3 separate regions of the Mus musculus genome follow, and all the other regions are linked to region 3. A link is a contact called in public HiChIP or PLAC-seq and promoter capture Hi-C data. All regions are on one chromosome and are shown on one strand. Each heading gives the region's core, a stretch centred on a gene start, on an enhancer-like site or on the middle of the called end of the contact. The rest is flanking DNA. Distances are from core to core; before and after follow the strand shown.

Evidence for each region. Promoter capture Hi-C pulls out the DNA fragments that hold promoters and counts their contacts. HiChIP or PLAC-seq counts read pairs in DNA pulled down with a chosen protein or histone mark.
Region 1: a promoter capture Hi-C map of pre-B cells shows a contact between it and region 3, with 2.0 times the contacts expected there. The contact joins the enhancer-like site here to the promoter of Snx11 in region 3. A contact is called at or near these places in 2 of 39 promoter capture datasets (the C10 cell line and pre-B cells), 1 of 15 datasets of contacts at CTCF or cohesin (the NIH/3T3 cell line) and 1 of 9 other capture datasets (pancreatic islet).
Region 2: a contact with region 3 is called in a CTCF HiChIP or PLAC-seq map of the NIH/3T3 cell line, with 16 read pairs. The contact joins the enhancer-like site here to the promoter of Snx11 in region 3. A contact is called at or near these places in 4 of 39 promoter capture datasets (the C10 cell line, the SN4741 cell line, embryonic stem cells and 1 more), 1 of 15 datasets of contacts at CTCF or cohesin (the NIH/3T3 cell line), 3 of 484 Hi-C or Micro-C datasets (embryonic fibroblasts, germline stem cells and muscle stem cells), 3 of 115 datasets of contacts at active chromatin or transcription factors (the SCID.adh cell line and embryonic stem cells) and 2 of 9 other capture datasets (adipose tissue and pancreatic islet).

What each region holds. Positions count from the first base shown.
Region 1 is chr11:96,641,276-96,643,975 of GRCm38.p6, forward strand. The region is part of intron 4 of Skap1 (src family associated phosphoprotein 1); the gene reads left to right. Among named protein-coding and RNA genes, the nearest start is that of Gm38960, 100 kb to the left of the region's middle. Within about 2 kb of position 1,371, at least 46 of the 459 cell types and tissues checked have an H3K27ac peak or open chromatin away from gene starts, as enhancers often do. A contact at or near this core is called in pre-B cells, where this site is marked.
Region 2 is chr11:96,577,457-96,580,473 of GRCm38.p6, forward strand. The region is part of intron 4 of Skap1 (src family associated phosphoprotein 1); the gene reads left to right. Among named protein-coding and RNA genes, the nearest start is that of Gm38960, 39 kb to the left of the region's middle. Within about 2 kb of position 1,650, at least 19 of the 459 cell types and tissues checked have an H3K27ac peak or open chromatin away from gene starts, as enhancers often do. A contact at or near this core is called in pancreatic islet, where this site is marked.
Region 3 is chr11:96,776,188-96,778,935 of GRCm38.p6, forward strand. It overlaps Snx11 (sorting nexin 11), which reads right to left and starts at 1,368. Exons shown (of 8, transcript NM_001163389.1): 1 at 1,268-1,368; 2 at 781-874.

The DNA of each region.
Region 1 (2,700 bases), core at 121-2,620, 130 kb before region 3:
TGGGTTCCAGGACAGCCAGGGCTACATAGAGAAACCTTGGAAAAAAAAAAGAATAAAAAGTGTGTGCTGCTTTTAGAAAATAATTTAAAGCTGGGTCTTTAGCTCAGTGGTAGAATGCCTGCCTAGCAAGTACAAGGGCTGAAGAAAATTAAAATAAAGAAGCTGGACATGACACTGTATGCTTGTAGTTCTAACGCTTGCTTTGGAAATGGAAACAGGAGGGTCCTCATGTGTCAGTCTAAGCTGCATAGTAAGTTCTGGGCTAGCCTGATCTATGGACCACATAACAAGAGCCTGTCTCAAAACTGATGAAACAAGGGCCAGCAAAGTGGCCCAGTGGGCAAAGCACCTGCCCAGAAACCTGATTTTTTGATCCTGGAAACTCACGTGGGAGGGGAGAACAGCTACCCCATAAGTAAATAAATAATAGACAAATGTGAAAATAGGATCAAAATTTAAAAATCAGAGTGTAGGATAAGCTTTATGAACACTTAAATTACTTTTGGGAAATGGTAAATATCTCTGAAATTCAAGAAGGACAGTTACTGTAGCCAACTGGGGAACTGTCTTCTCTCGTTGTATCCTGTGAGACTCTCAGAGCTGCCAATCATCCCTCGGGCAGGTGCTTCCACAAGAATGAAACTGTCTCCAAGAAGGACCGAGTCAAAGGGTCACACCTCCATCTGTGCCCAAATTCAGAAAGTGAAGGCTACACTCTTTCTCCAGCTCTGGCATAAACAAAGGGCTTTATTCCAAAACTGTGCTTACATTCTTCCTATATGTGCTCAGGGATCCAGAATCAAAGACAAATGAGGGGACTCCTCGTAGCCTCTAGGGAAGCTCTACGGCAGCCAGCGGTTCTCAGCCTTCCTGCGGCTGCGACCCTTTAATACAGTGCCTCGTGTTGTGGTGACCCCCCCCTCAACTGTAAAACTATTTCCATTGCTACTTCATAACTGTAATTTTTCTACTGTTATGAATCACACCGTAAACATCTGATATGCAGGATATCCAATATGTGACACCCCTCCCAAGGGGGTCACGACCCACAGGTTGAGAATCACTGCTCTTCAAGCCCACAATGCTCTTCAGCTCTTTTACTGTGTGCGCACGTGTAATCTTAAACAAACCCCCTGACCCATGTTCTCTGGGGTCACATCTTCCTCTAAGTGCATCTTCCTGGCCGTTGCTAAGCGTTTGGGTTCCCAAGCTTCCTTTAATACATACAACTGCCATCCGCACCAGCTTCCTTTCTTCCCATCCACTTCTGTTGGCTTTAACAGGAAGTCTACTTGCCTGGCCAGGCCCAGCTGTGAGCAGGGGCTTGAGTGAGAGGTATTTATGACCTGACAGGAAGCTGCAGCTAAAGATGAAGCTGACTGGTGGCTGTTAGCAGGAGAAGGAAGTGTTTATGACCCCATCTGCTGGTTTCAATAGGATAGACCTGCCTTTATGGCGTCAGCCTCCCCTTGTGACTTCCTTCCATTTGGGCAGTGATAGCTTATTTCAAGATGTTCCCACCCAACACGCGCTGTTGTCCCCTTTGTTTAGGGGGTGATGAGGAAGGAAAGACTTTGTTTCTGGAATGTGGGGATGGGGCAGTTTTGATGGTTTGTGACTCAAGCTGGAGAAAGGCTTCCTTGGAGCTGACTGTGTGGATCCAGGAAAGCCACCCGCATCCTGCTGCCTCTTTGACTGCTAACTACCATGAGAGCACGGCCATATTAATGCTGGCCGCTGTGGGGCGGTTAGGCTAAGCATTACCAAACCCTGTTTTAACTAGAGTGACGCTGGCTTGACTTCTTGGCCGGTGGGGAGAAAGAATAACTTTCATATAGTTAATTCCTTGCTTCTTAACTTTCATTTACCTTTCATACTTTCCTGCCTCTCAACTTTTTTCTTCTACAGAAAGAAACCCTTGAAGCCAACAGAGGCAGTATCTGCTCAGATCAAAACTCTTATAAACGTAATATAAGCAAGATTAACCCCTTCCTTATAGCCATCCAGGTTAGGAGTGTCTAGAGATGGCAATTCATTTGTGGAAGTGCCCAAAATGTAGGAGTTGTCTTATTACTCAACTGCTCACTCGCCGCTGAAACCTGTGTTTTCTGTATATTAATCAGACTTCCAGTTTACTGCAGAATGACTATCTTTCTTTGGTTTTATTTGTGCTTCCCCTAGGCCCATTAGTACAGATGAAATTTTATATTAAATTGCTCAAATAATCAACACAGTACGTGTAAATCAAAGTCTTTAGCTCCAGTGGCATTATTTGAGTGGGTATCGATGAATCAGTTCAATGTGATTTCTTTCCCCTGTTGCAAAACCAGGATTTCTTTCCTTTTAAAGATCCCATGTCTAAAACATGGTGTTTGCTAAATTTCATTCTCTCTCTCTCTCTCTCTCTCTCTCACACACACACACACACACACACGAGAGAGAGAGAGAGAGAGAGATTCATGAGTTTGTCTGATTTACAGAATAGAAGGGGAAACTTTTTGTTTGAAGTTAAATCACCCCCTACTGAGCTTACGTGTGTCCTTTAGATCCTATCTTCAGCCAGGCAGTGGTGGCGCACGACTTTAATCTCAGCACTAGAGAATCAGAGGCAGGTGGACTTCTGTGTGTACAGAGTAAGCTCTAAGATCCTATCTTCATTTTCACTGGGAGCAGGGAGAGGTTGGAAGGTGAGAGAACAAG
Region 2 (3,017 bases), core at 400-2,899, 200 kb before region 3:
CCTTAAACTTGACAAAGTGGAACCAAAATTCACCCTTGTCTTGGACATTCTTCTGATACAAAGGCTCTATTCTCCCTTTTGATGCTTGTAGAACTTCCATTAAGGTTGACGGTAAACTCTTGCATGGGATAAAAAAAAAGAAAAAAAGAAAAAGAAAAAGAAAAAGAAAGAAAGAAAGAAAGAAAGAAAGAAAGAAAGAAAGAAAGAAAGAAAGAAAGAAAGAAAGGAGAAAAATCTGCCCCTCTTCTTTACCCTGGTATAATTTTTAAAGGGACAACAATAAGAACAATGGCACAGAAGACATGCAGTGGTAAAGGAAGCCTGGCTTTAAACAGTCTGGAGTTCCCCTAAGTGTCACCTCAATACATTATACTCTGTAAAACAGTGTAGGAAGTATCTTATGAGAGAAGTGTGTATAAGACAAAGTGCATAGCTGCTTTAAAGTGAACCAGGAAAGTTCTTGCTCAACCATTTCCACTCCACCACTTATTAAATCGCCCCCCGTGCAATGACGTTATTCCTGGTTGAAGACCAAGTAGCGTAACTAGTTACAAAAGATGTTTTTCCACTCCATACTGGGGCTTGTATGTGTGGACAGGCAACACCACCCACAAGGACCTGGCCAAAGTGGGATAATGATCCAAATACTGCTTTAATGTTACACGTGATTCATGAAGCACAATGCAGAGCTCTTTCAGATATAAACACCCACGATCAAACCCCACTTGCTTGTGTCTCCCTTTGAAAGAAAGAAACTCCTGCTAGAAAGCAGGACAAGCAGGCATGTGATGAAAACCCACCCATAGTTCTGCTCATGAATTTTCTTGTGTTTATCACGTCTGCTGCCTGGATGGGCTTATTATCCTGGGGTTTCTTCTCGAACAGCTCTGTCTTTTTGTCAGACTCTGTGTTTTCTGTCTGTAAACTCTAAGGTACTTGCTGAATTTTAAAGAGAAAGGAGAAAGAAGACAAGGGAGAGGTGGGGGGAAAAACATCCTCTCTGATTCAGATTGTGATTGGTAAACTTCTCTGGAATAAACATGAGGCCCGTGAGCGGAGGAGAACTCAGAGACAGGTGCCTCCAGTAACTGAATGGGTTGGCAGGGAGGCTGAAGGGCTGAGGCAGTTCACACTTTGGTTAAACTCTTACAACTAAAAATTCCACCCTGGTAAAATTCAGAAGTTCAAGGAACAACATCACCATGATATTAACGACCTCTGAGGGCATCTAGAGTTCAGAGTTCACCCTCTATTTACAACATACTCTGAGGCTGCTCCACCTCCTACGCCTCGCTTTAAAGGGGAGGGGGGCGATTATTTAGGACATCATGACAGTCGGCCTGGCTAATTTTTATACAAAAACAGAGACAGTGGGAAATATAACAGTCAAGTATTAGGAATGGATAAAACGGGGGGGGGAGCCCAATCTTAGGAGAAGTTATCCCCTGAACAGTTCAAAGTTCACTCTTTGTTCACGTATAATGAAGAGTCTTCAGTTATCAGGTATTTAAACCCAAGTCAGCAGTTCCATATCCGTAACCTGAGCCGAGTGTTCCTCCACCTAATGGCCACGCTGCTGTCGTTTGCAGCGAGTTGGGTGACAATCGATTTGTACTCCGAGACGGGAACAGATGGGCTTTCATTGTGAGACTCCGCCTGTATGCAAATGTGAACGGAGTTTCACCCGATCCAGGGGTCTGACCTGACCGTGCACATGCATTTACTCAACGTGGCTCAGCCTGGGGGGGGGGGCAGCGAAGGGGGAATAAAAAATGGCAATCGGATAGTACCAGCGGCAGGTCAAGTTTACCATCCGTCTTTCAGCGGGACTGAGATGGCAACACAGTTATTTAGTTTCAGTGTTGATGTGCGTTGCAATAAACTCCATCATTTCACCTGTTTATGAACCCGGCCTTGTATGAGATCTCTGTGAATTCAAACAAAGCTGGCAATCAACCCTCTTGTTTCCAGCAGAATGGGGGATTATGGACTTTAAAGATAAATAAATAAATAAAGCATCCTTGTATCTCCCCTGTCTTCACATGCATAAATCAATATTCCTTTCCTTCTGGCTCCTTTTATTTCTTACATTGACTTTATTAATTTCTTATTTGGAGGAAACAAAATACATCCCCCCAAAATGCTCTTCATTTCAAATGAAGAAATATGATCATTAATGTCAGAATAAACAACCAGCATTTTAGATGTCAATTAACTGTTTTTGCATGTACACAGCAATGTACAGCCCCTAATAAATCTTACAATTAAATGTGCAGCCCTTCATTAGAGTGGAAATATGAACAGCTGTAATCATACACATTCTATTGACAGAGAAAAATTTGGTTCCATTTGTAATTTTTCACATTGGGAAAGAATGAGAGACGGATTGGGACCATGATTGCTTTTATAACTGTGGGCTTTTTAAACTTCCCATGTACAGGATAACAAACCAGTGTCTTTGACTTGGGGGTCTAACAGCAGTGATTTGCTTCTATTTTCTTCTCTCATGAAAGTAAATTTCTCTTGGGAAACATATAAGCCTTTGGCTAGAAAACCCATAGGACAAATACCCCCAAAGTGAACCAAATAACGAATTGCTGCTTGCTTCGGTACAGCTGTTCATGGCCGGGTTCTGTTAACTGATGTCTGGGATTGGCATTAAAGTCAGTTGGGGAGGGGGGGAGAGTTGCTAAGAATATAAAGAGAAAGTTGAGACATTCCGCAAAAACTGCTTCTGGCAACCAAACACACTGCTTCTAGCCACACAGGAGCCTTGCCATAATAGAAAGGGAGTCTTCTGAAGTTGTGTTTGCACAAGTAGAGGCAAAACCAAGATGAGAGCCCTTCAAAAGCAAGGTGCCGAATTGTCTCTCCCATAAGGGTTCCTCTCTACTTACTCTGATCTCCTCAGGACAGCATGGAGAAGCAGTTCTCGAGAGTTAGGCTTGAGATAATTCCAATGAGAAATGAATGATCAAGACTTGGGCTAGCATTTGTCTGCCGGGCACTCAGAGTAG
Region 3 (2,748 bases), core at 118-2,617:
AAGTCTGTGAAACTCAAGACTCTAGTTCAGTAACTGTTCATCAGACGTTTGGTATAAAGAGTTTGCTAGGGGCCTGCAGCACCCCCATGTGGAAGTTTTTCTCCTTTGTTTTGGAGCTAATGTCATAGAGAAACAAATAAACTGTCTTTTAAGACATTCCAAGTCTCCTGGGTCTCTGTAGGCTCAAGGCTAAGCGTAAAAGGCACTAAGAAGGTTCTGGTGGTCAATTTCCCCTAAGACACTGAGACTGCAAAAAGCAGACTCCGTTTCCAACAACCACTGCTCTTCATCACTGTCCTTCCCAACGACACCACTCTCAGTCGTTATTCCTGGAGAAACAGCAAGTTCTTAACTTCACCTCCATGACCCGTCCAAAGAGGTGGATCTGTGCATCCATTAAGGAAGGGCAGAGTCAAGTAACCTCGAAAGGTGAGGAAACTTACTCCATGCTAACTACATTCCCGGGGCCTTTTCCATCCCATCTGAAGCGCTCACTGCTTCCCTCGGCAGTACCAGCACCCATAGTCCCGGGAAAGAGCCAAGGGGTTTGGTGTGTACAAAGTTTGACGCATTGTAAAGCTCACAGCTGCTAATTCAGGGGAGCAATTCAAAGCTTTCTCATTTTCTCCGCCTCTTAAAACTACTTCAAGGGACACGTAAAAAACACATCAGGCTGTAAAAAAGATTGCACCAAGGAGTCTCCCGCCCCTCCTTACTCGTTCTTGAGCCTTTGGTGTCAACAGACAGCAATTCTAAAACCTCGCCTTCCTAAATACCCACAGGTGTTCGAGGAAGCTCTTCCGCCTGACAGAAAACCTGTCCCGTCCATCAAGCAGCTGTTCTCATTTTTCAGTCGGTAACCCACTCCTTTCACCTGCAAGTAACAAAGGAAGAGCATAGTTTCCAGTATCTGCGAAAAATATCTGCCATTCCCTTCCACTGCCGGCCACTTGGGTAGACATCCCTAATTCTGACTCCGGCCACTCCTTTCCATTCTTTAGCAAACTCAGATGGAAACCAGCCCAACGGTCCTTCTCTTTTCCCGGCTAAATCGGGACGGAAAGACGATTTTCAAGGTATATTGAAAAGCCAGGCTTCCTTTCTTCTTGGGTCCCAGCAAGCCCTCACTTTCATACCAGGCAGTAAGGCAGCCCCCTCCCTAGTGTGTCAACCGAGGCCATCACTCAAATGCCACCACCACGGCTCAAGCCAGCATCCCATTCCCAAGCAGCACCTACGAGCCGCGGCCACGCCCACGCCCCCTCACCTGAGAGCAGCAGCAGCAGCTCTCCACAGCGACACCACCAGCACCGCACCATATAGTCCGATACCGGCTTCTCCTTCCGGGTGAGTCGCCGGTGCCCCGGTGCACGACGGGAGGCGGCTCCCGACGGGCCAATCCTGAGTGTCCCGGACGCCCCACCCCTGAAGACCAGGGCTCTCAGTGGCGATCGCTGGTCAGAGGAGGCTCTCCATCCCGCCCAGGCCTAAGCTGAAATCCGCATCTTTCCGGAAATCGCTAGGGGGCGCGGGAGGCGGAGCGCAAAGACCGAGACCCCGCAAAGTCCACTCCGGTGCCGTGTCCCGCCCACCGCCATTAGGCGGGCCAATCAGCGCTCAGGGAACGTGTTTGAAGGCCGACGAAAGCATCTTAGGAGCCTAAACGTCTTCAGGGTGTTAAAGAGCAGTAAGTGTGGGAGGTTTCTCGCGTTCCTGAAGCCTTACTAAGATCTAAGATCTCGAAAGTCTGGGTTTGAACCTCAGAGGTTGCAGTTCCCCATCTAAACTGTCAAGGGCACTGCCAGTTTGATTTGGAAAACCCACAGATTATCCCAACAGCAGACGAGAAAGTTGACAACAGTTGTCAAGCCCAAAGAAGGATCATACAGTTAGTAAGCAAGAAAAAGCCGGTGAAAATGCTTACTATAGAAATATCTAAAGTCCGGGCTGGAGAGACGGCTCAGGGGGTAAGAGCACCCGACTGCTCTTCGGAAGGTCCTGAGTTCAAATCCCAGCAACCACGTGGTGGCTCACAACCATCTGTAATGAGATCTGATGCCCTGTTCTGGAGTGTCTGAGGACAGCTACAGTGTACTTACATGTAATAAATAAATACATCTTTTTTAAAAAGACAAAAAAAAATATCTTAAAGTCCTCTTAAGCCAATGGAAGTGGCTCACGCCCAGAATCCTAACACTTGGCCATTAAAGACATATAGTGAGCTCTAGGATACGGAGTAAGGCTGTTGGAAAACACAAACGAAAAGCCTCCTTGATCTGTTAAAAAGTTAATTTTAGGGCTGGTGAGATGGCTCAGTTGGTAAGAGCACCCGACTGCTCTTCCAAAGGTCTGAAGTTCAAATCCCAGCAACCACATGGTGGCTCACAACCATCTGTAATGAGATCTGACTCCCTCTTCTGGAGTGTTTGAAGACAGCTACAGTGTACTTACATATAATAAAAATAAATAAGTCTTTAAAAAAAAAGTTAATTTTACCTCTGTAACCCCAGCACTTGGAAGTAGAGGCAGGAACTGAAGGCCAACGCCAACTATATAGTGAGTTTCAGGCTAGCTTGGGCTACCTAAGACCCTGCCTCAAAAACAGCAAGACAGGAGTTGGCAAAATGGCTTCAGAAGATGAGTTCAGGACCCCCAAATTCACACAGTTCACACATTCCTGCAACTCCCACTTCAATGGATCCGAGGCATACACACATCAAAAATAAATATTTTTATTTTTTGTAGCTG